Regions from separate parts of the Mus musculus genome. Here all the other regions are linked to region 2. A link is a contact called in public HiChIP or PLAC-seq and promoter capture Hi-C data. All regions are on one chromosome and are shown on one strand. Each heading gives the region's core, a stretch centred on a gene start, on an enhancer-like site or on the middle of the called end of the contact. The rest is flanking DNA. Distances are from core to core; before and after follow the strand shown. Region 1 holds the start of Gpx3 (glutathione peroxidase 3). Region 2 holds the start of Anxa6 (annexin A6). Region 3 overlaps Slc36a1 (solute carrier family 36 (proton/amino acid symporter), member 1).

Region 1 (2,700 bases), core at 147-2,646, 130 kb after region 2:
CAAGCAGTTGAATCCCAGAAGCCAGAGCTGTAATGTGTTAACTCCAAGGACCTGGGAGCTCAGATGGGCATGCCTGGGCTGTGAGGAGCCAGAAGCTTCAGCTAGTTATGAGATAAGATAACACCACACCCTAAGACTTTTCTAGACTGCTCTCTCTCTTCCCTCTGAACTCACCCATCTCTCCTTCATTCTATGGACAGCACAAGGCCAGTGTGCTTTCCTGCAGCCTCCTCAGGACAGGATTCAACCCCCAACCCAAGCAGTTCCCACACTAAAGGCACAGGGCTAGTGCCCCCGTCCACCCCCACCCCATCTCCACACCACACCCCCTAATCAATCTCTCTCTCTCTCTCTCTCTCTCTCTCTCTCTCTCGGACATACAAGATCTTAGAAGGAAGACCCTGAGGATTTTAGAAACTCAAAGCTAGAGCCTACCCAGTTTTGTGCCCACGCATGCAAGTGTGCAGGGGTGCATGGTGTGCATGGTGTGTGTGAAGTTGGGGACCACAGTCTCTTTCTTTGGGTTCATGCTTTCTGCATTCTCACCCTAGGGAAGAGGAGAGGCCTACAGAGCCCACCCAGCACAGGCCTGACCAAGAAGATAAGCATGCCGGGGCATCTGCCCTCAGGCTCGCCATTTCTATTCCAGTTCAGGGTACCACAGCTAGACTAGGAGAGATGAAGCTCCAGAAGACTTCCTGGCCTGGGTTGGCTTCTCTAGCTACAGTGTCTGCTCCATGCATGGCAGGCCAGTGAACTGTGAATAGGGAAAGCAACTGCAGGGTTCCATAGCCTTCCAGCCATCCTCTCCAGCTACGCCCTGCTGATGGAGAAACTGAGGCCCAGAAAGGGATGCGCCCCCAAATAAAAATTCTTCCTGTCACAGATCTCTGCCTCCAGCGCCCTGGGATGAGTGAAGAAACCATCGGCCCACCCTCTTCCCCGGCAATTTTTTTTCAGGATTGTGGCCACCAGCGACCCCAAGATGACAGTGGAAGAAAATGTATAAACTCGGGAAAGACTGCCCTCCTGGGTTAGTACTGCCCTCTGAAGCACGCGGGTCTGTGTTGGAAGAGCGCAGAGACCGAGGGTTACAAGTGAGGCTCTCGGTGCCTCTGGGGAAGCAGTGGCTCTCCCAGTCGCGCAGTGGACACCTGGGTGCCATGGACTCTTCTTGAGCTCCGGAGGTTCACTCACCTTAGACTTCTCTTGTCCCCGGCCCGGCGGAACAAACCCGGCCAGGAGCAGGGACAGAAGGCAGGATGCCCGGAGGATCCGGGCCATGGCGGGCTGGGGCGCGTCTTGGGGTGGCCACCGTCCGTCTGAGGTGTCCGAAGCGCTCAGCCACATTTCAAGCCATCCACTGTGGCCAATCCGCAGCCAGGCGGGGGCTTCCTAGCCAATGGCAACGCGGTTAAGATTTAAAGGGCAAGACATACCCGCCCCTTTTTCCTCCTCTCCCCAGACCGGGGCGACGGTGACACAAGCCTAGGAGGAAGAGAAGGGGGCCCGGCTGCCTGGGAAGAACAGGAGATGGGCGCGGCCAAGGTTCTAGACAACACCCAGGACACAGCTTTTTTCCCCAAGCTCTGAAAACCTAGGGCCCCGAGGACTTAACATAGAACCCGTTAGTGCAAATAATAAGCACTGTGTGAGCCAGGTGTAGAGACTCACGCCTGTAATCGCAGAATCCAAAAAGCTGAAACAGGAGGATTGCGTAGGTTCAGTGCAATCTGCAGCCTTAGCTACAGACTGAGACCCTGCGCCAACTGGGAATGTAGCTTAGTGGTACAGCACTTGACCAGCTCGCATGAGGCCATAGGTTTATTCAATCCCCAGCATCAGCAAGCTAGAGGGATCTGTGAACGTGATTTTAAATTCAGCCTTCTCGGTTAGGTTGTGGGTGACAGCTCAGGAGAGTAGGAACCAGAAAATACACCACCACCACCTTTTTTTTAAATTAGCACATAAAAATTATGTGTCTATCTCTGTGGTCTTAAACTCATTATTTCCCTTCTCTGAGCCTCAGTTTCCTCTACTATAATGATGGGATTGGTTAATGAGCTCTAAGGTCTCCCAGGCTCTGACTATGTGATTTGCTTCTAAGCAGTAGGCCTAGTCCAGGAGTCTCTTGAGTGTACACAACAGGTGTTTAAATATTTGTTGAATCAATCATTAAATCATCAGATTTGTTTGTGCTTTCATATAAGGTCAGGCCAGGCATCTCTAGATTGAGAGCTTCCAGGCTTAATCCGGTCTGCAATAGAGGTTTGGTGCATCCTGCCTTGCTACCACAGTGGGCTGGAGAGCTGTTAGGACAGTCTTGGGCTGCACATCAGAACCACTGTGTTGAGCCTCTGCCTTCAGACTCATTGCAGAAGGGATTCGAAGGCCCCTGACCCCAGTCTTGGTTGTGTGAGTCCTAGATTAGGTGGCCTTCTGAAAAGTTCCTGACTCAGAGATGCCTCGAAGTACCATGCTTTTACTATGATTCAGGGAGTTAATGTGACCCGTGGAATTTGAAATTTTCTGCACTCATAAGGCCTGGCTCTATGGTGGGGCTGGTGAGATGGCTCAGCAGGTAAAAGCCCTCACAAGGCTGTGTAATAAAAGGGCTTGCAACTGATGACTTGAGTTTAATCTCCAGAACCAAGGGTGCAAGGAAGGAACGAACTGGTTTCTGAGAGTTGACTTCTAACC
Region 2 (2,700 bases), core at 19-2,518:
CTCGTGTAGCCCAGGCTGGCCTTGATGCCAGTGATGACCTTGAATTCCGGATCCTCCTGCTCCAGCCTCTCAGTGCTGGGATGCAGGCTCTGCTGATAATCTGCTCCTCTCAAAAGTTGTAATGGCATCATTCTCGTTCTGAAGGTGACACTGCCCCACTTGCTTTGCCCCAAGTGCTTCCTCCACCTTAGCCCCAGGCTTCCCATAGAGAAATCTAAACCTCTGTCTATTGGCAGGTCCCAAGGGTGGGGCTGGGCAGCAGAGCTCACCTGTTCAGTTTGCTCTAGCTTGCACCAGAGGTTCAGTAAGTGTTCTTTGGGTGAAATGAAAAACAAACAAGCAACAAACAAACGGAGGACAATTTTCCAACTAGATCTTGGAAGATGCTTACTACTCTCTGAACGAGTGACAGATTCTGGAGATAATATTTTTTAAACTTTTAACTTTTAAAAATTACATTTTCTTTATTGAAGTGCAAAAAATATGTGCGAGCCCCCTGTAGGGCAGCAAGCACCTTGGCCTTCTGAGGCAGCTAGTTGGCTCCTGAGGATGACCCTTTAAAGAAACTCAAGGAACTTATTAACAAACAGAAGTCTGCTGTCCGCTGTGGCCACCAGGCAGTGGGGGCGGGGTGGGGGCGGGGGTTGGGGGTTGAGGGAGATTTCTCTATCAAAGCTGGGCTATCTGTTTTCCAGAGGTTGTACCGCTTTTCCACACAGACCTGGATGACAACTTCTGGTCCTCCTATCACTCCCTCTTCAACCAGAACCCACTCCCCAAGGCCAAATCTAAATTAGATTTCCAACCCCACAATCTGCAAGCTGAGTGACCCTGGGCGAGGCGCGGTCTTCTCTGGTCTTTCCTTCCTTGCAAAGTAGGTGACTACGCCTGTGACCCGATAGGGCAGGAAGGCGTGAAATCTGATCAGTCAGGTAAGGTCTCAACTTCAATTTTGGCAAGCTTCAAATTTCTCAACAAAGCTTTGGTGAGTAGCAGGAATGTTGGAGAATGTGTCCAGAACAGGACATTAATTTGACTTCTATTTCTGGGTGGCAGCGTGACCTTTGCCAAATCCCCTACCCTCTGGAGGTGACGTCAGGGCTGGGGTCAGAAACGACCCAGGTAAGAGGTGGCAGGTTTCCCCCGAGGGCGCCCTCCCCCATGCCCTTCCCCTGCAGCCGGTGACACCCAAACTCCAAAAAAGAAGCACTCGGGGTGGGGCTGGACAGGGCGGGGCGGGCAGCGAGCGAATCCGATTGGCCCCTGCGCGCCACGTGTCCCCCTCCACCGTGCGCCCAGCCTGCGCTGCGGCTGCTGCTAGGCTAACGGGCTTCGAGCTGCGTCTGTCCATACGCCCTGATCTGAGGCCTCCCTAGCGCGGTGAGTGTGCAGAGTCGCTGCGGGACACGGGGTCCAGGACTGAAGGGACCTGGTCGGGTCCATGCTGGTGTGCGGTCACCCCGGGGTGTCGCGGCTGGGTGTGTCCCGGGAGGGAACCCAAAGTGCTGGCGCTGGTTGACAGCACCCTGAGGGGGGAGGGGAGCTGGTGCCCCCCGCCCGGCCCCGCCGAGGGTGTGGTCCAAGACCCAGGAGCCTAATTGTCTAAAGTAGTGGAAAAACTTGGTGACCCTCGCGGGAGGCTGTGAGTTACTCAACTTGGAGAGCTTGAGGAATTGAACAGTCTGCTGAGCACCAGACGGTTCGTGGTGTGGTCCGGGAGAAAGGCTCCCTGATGCGGGTCAGAGGAAGGACCTGCTGTCTTTCCGGAGATGCTCACCTTTCCGGGAGCCGCAGAGGCTCTTAGCAAGATGCAGAGGTCCCACTCTGAATTTTGCTTCTCCTAAGCCAACCCGGCTCCTTCCCAGTTTTTCAGGGTCTTAGTTAGATGCTTCCTACTGACCTCGAATCCAGATCCCACCACCAACTTGCAGTGTGGCCTTGAGCCAGCCGCCTTTCCCTCTCTGAGCCCCCATCTCACAAGTGTTGATAACCCCCGCTTTCAGTCCTATGAAAGTGGGTTTGATTTGGCTGCTGGTTGGGGAATCTTGAGTACAGGTGTGGTCGATGAAACTCTCCTTTAGAGAGAATCTGGCTTCTGCTTCCCCCCACCCCCGCCCCACTCCCGCCCCACCCCCTTTTGTCTAAACTCTGGTGGGTCTTACTAGACACTTCCAAATTTGGGCATATGGCTCCAGGATTTGTAGGGGATCCTGGTGTTCCCTTAGAATCTGCCCTCCATTTCACCTCACCTGGCCAGATCACATCTTGAAGCTGCTGAGCCCACCTCTCCGACAGAATAGCTTGACTCTCCAGCCTTTCTTATCCCCCGGGAACTATTTCAGCCCCTGTATGCCCTGATGTTCTGGCTGCAGGCCCTAAGCCCTGCAGGAAGACCCTGGGCAATCCTCTCCCATATCCATGAGTTGCAGCTTGCCTGGGACACTTGGAAGGACTTCTTTTCTCTCTGGGCCCTTGTTCCCCATAGTGGTCTGCTGAGGTGGCCGCCACTTCCGGTGCCCCCCCCCCCCCCCCCCCCCCGCCAATTCAACTGTTCTCAGATTTGGGAGTGGGGTGTGGCTGGGCATGGAGGGAAGGAGAAGGCCTTCATCCCCTTGCAGCTGTGACTGTCGCTCACCATGTCCCTTTACTTCCTGTCCTTTGTTTGTGAGCCTCTCTCTGCTGGGATACTGAACCTATTTG
Region 3 (2,710 bases), core at 122-2,621, 200 kb before region 2:
TCTCAAAACATGATTCTACCATTACCATTGAAAAGGCAGCCAGCCTCTGAGTAGTCCACACATCCGCACACCTTTGCTCCAGGGCCAAGGGCAGAGTAGAATGGAGAGATGGGAGGTGGCTCAGTGGGTAAGAATGTTTTCTGCACAAGCGTGAAGACCTGTGTTCAGATACCCAGAACCCACATTAAAACCTAAGGTATGGACATACATGCTTACAGCCTGTGTCATAGGGGCAGACTAGAGAATTTCCGGATTTGGCTAACATCCAGCCTAGCTCCAGGTTCAGTGAGAAATCTTGTCTCCAGGGAGTAAGCAGGATACCCAACATCTAGGTGTGCACACTTGCACACATATATATGCATATTATCACAATATATTTTAGAAGGCAACCATCTACATTTCTTTTTAAAGATTTATTTATTTATTACATGTTAAGTACACTGTAGCTGTCTCCCAACACACCAGAAGAGGGCATCAGATCTCATTATGGATGGTTGTGAGCCACCATGTGGTTGCTGAATTTGAACTCGGGACCTTTGGAAGAGCAGTCAGTGCTCTTAACCACTGAGCCATTCCTCCAGCCCCAACCTTCGACATTTTTATTGATATGGTCTCACCAAGCTGCACATTGAAAAATAGGCAAATTTTGCTATATGTAGATCAGAATTCAATCTATTTAAAAAGATGAGGGAGACCATGGTCTATGAGAGCGGTTCTCAACCGTCCTAATGCTGCGACCCTTTAATACAGTTCTGCGTGTTGTGGTGACCCCAACCATAAAATTATTTTTGTTGCTACTTCATAACTGTATTTTTGGTACTATTATGATTCATGATGTAAATGCGTGTGTGTTCCATTGGTCTTAGGGGGACTCTTGTGAAAGGGTCATTCAACCTCCCATCTCCGAAAGGAGACTGAGAGCTGCTGGTCTAGGACAAATGTACCATTCAAGATTCACGGTCTCCAAGCACATCTGCAAAGGGCAGAAATGAAGAGGCTGCCTACCTAGGAAAGCCGGGTCAGCTCACTGTCAGTCATACCGGTCAGCTCACTGTCAGTCATACGCATGTCTCCAGCAGAGCAGGGCTTACCTTGAAGAACTTGGAGATCTGGGGTTTGAATTATAGCCATTACATAGGAATGGAGCCTTGATGCAGACGATCATGTAAATAAGTGTTGACTCCCTTCAGTTTTCTAAGCCCCGCATCCTTCTGACACTCCCTTCACCCTCCTGGCTGAGGCTGTAAGCAAAGGGAAGAGGCAGGTACCAGGAGAAGCACAGGAACTCTGGTACCGACCCCTGCTGTGTTCTAGTTCCTTGTGCCCCCTGCTGTGTTGTGGTTCCTTGTACCAGCTGGTGGCCTGTAAAGACTGACTGGCTCTTTCTTTGGGACCTTGGGTTGACTCAGTGTATGTGTGCACACACAGTCATGCACCAGACAAGGAACATGAGTGGTTGGCCACACATGCAATTGTGACCTAATTATTTATTCTGCCTGGTGACTCAGTAGGCATTTCAGTTAATGTAGGTAAATTCTCTCTCTCTCTTTCTCTCTCTCTCTCTCTCTCTCTCTCTCTCTCTCTCTCTGTGTGTGTGTGTATGTGTGTGTGTGTGTGTGAGAGAGAGAGAGAGAGAGAGAGAGAGAGAGAGAGAGAATATAGAAACAAATTTCAAAGGAGAACTAGCTTAGCTGTGGCTGACAGGTGTACAGTTCCTAGGGCTGGTCTCCACTCAAGTGTGGAAGCTGAGAAGCTGGTCTTGTGGTCTGGAGATAGGATTCCTCCTCAGGGAGGCCACGGTTTAAGAACTTTTGGATGTGATGAAGCCACCCACACTAGCAAGGGTAATCTTTACTTTGTCAACTGCTCTAAATGTTAACATTTGCAAACACCCAGGCTCATATTTGACTGAAAAACCAAGCTGATCCCTAAAACTACCCACTGGTATATGCAGAAGGCGACCCAGGATTTCGGGAGAATATCGAAGTGGTTTAGGGAAACAGGGTTGCTTTCCCTTTCTCAGACCCCTGTCCCTTTGTCAGATTGTCCTAACTCAGTGATTTTTTTTCCCTGAAGTGTGAAAACAAAGACACAGTTTGCAACCTCTCAAAAATAAAAAATAAAATTCATTTATTGAAGTGGAAATTTAACACAAGATCCATATGTGCAACCCAAATGAGACCTAGAAGCTCTGACATGACCCACACATGTACACAATGCACATCTGAAGCTATGACATGACCCATGCATGTTCGCAATGCACATCTGAAGCTCTGACATGCCCCACGCGTGTACGCAATGCACATCCAGGTAGGCGCCAGCACACGGTACTGTCTGGCTGTTAAGACTCTCTGTAGGGCAGTTCTCTCGTTCCTTGATTTCAACATATACTGACAGCTTTACGATATAGACGTGGGATTTTATTATTCATAAAAAAAAAATTCCAGCTTCTTCAACATCGGCTTGATTTAAACCAAAGAACAGGGTAAACACCAGGCTCCTTCCAGCCTCATTTTCTGCTGCTTTTTTTTGATAACTGCTTATGAGCACGGTTTAATGTCTCTGACCAGTGAATGGCTCGGGACACACAGAAAAAGAAGACACCGGCCAGACGGAAGCTGGCGCGGCCAGCAGGACTAAAGTGCCTTCAAGTATTGACCACAGTTTCAAAGATGAGCCACATGGCCCGCTTTCCCCTAATGGTATCTGA

The links. HiChIP or PLAC-seq counts read pairs in DNA pulled down with a chosen protein or histone mark. Capture Hi-C pulls out chosen DNA fragments and counts their contacts.
Region 1: a contact with region 2 is called in a promoter capture Hi-C map of adipose tissue. The contact joins the promoter of Gpx3 here to the promoter of Anxa6 in region 2. A contact is called at or near these places in 3 of 39 promoter capture datasets (hematopoietic stem and progenitor cells and liver), 6 of 484 Hi-C or Micro-C datasets (the G1E-ER4 cell line, extraembryonic ectoderm, liver and 2 more), 6 of 115 datasets of contacts at active chromatin or transcription factors (Th17 cells, bone marrow-derived macrophages, effector CD8 T cells and 2 more) and 5 of 9 other capture datasets (adipose tissue, embryonic stem cells, liver and 2 more).
Region 3: a contact with region 2 is called in an HNF4G HiChIP or PLAC-seq map of pancreatic cancer cells. The contact joins the enhancer-like site here to the promoter of Anxa6 in region 2. A contact is called at or near these places in 1 of 15 datasets of contacts at CTCF or cohesin (CD8 T cells), 4 of 484 Hi-C or Micro-C datasets (the Ba/F3 cell line, Th2 cells, bone marrow-derived macrophages and 1 more) and 2 of 115 datasets of contacts at active chromatin or transcription factors (bone marrow-derived dendritic cells and pancreatic cancer cells).

The regions. Positions count from the first base shown.
Region 1 is chr11:54,901,550-54,904,249 of GRCm38.p6, reverse strand. Gpx3 (glutathione peroxidase 3) reads right to left here and starts at 1,396. Exons shown (of 5, transcript NM_008161.4): 1 at 1,198-1,396. The coding sequence starts at 1,284.
Region 2 is chr11:55,032,039-55,034,738 of GRCm38.p6, reverse strand. It overlaps Anxa6 (annexin A6), which reads left to right and starts at 1,268. Exons shown (of 26, transcript NM_013472.5): 1 at 1,268-1,380.
Region 3 is chr11:55,235,727-55,238,436 of GRCm38.p6, reverse strand. It overlaps Slc36a1 (solute carrier family 36 (proton/amino acid symporter), member 1), which reads right to left. Exons shown (of 11, transcript NM_153139.4): 11 at 2,107-2,710. Among named protein-coding and RNA genes, the nearest start is that of Slc36a1, 33 kb to the right of the region's middle. Within about 2 kb of position 1,371, at least 11 of the 459 cell types and tissues checked have an H3K27ac peak or open chromatin away from gene starts, as enhancers often do. A contact at or near this core is called in bone marrow-derived macrophages and pancreatic cancer cells, where this site is marked.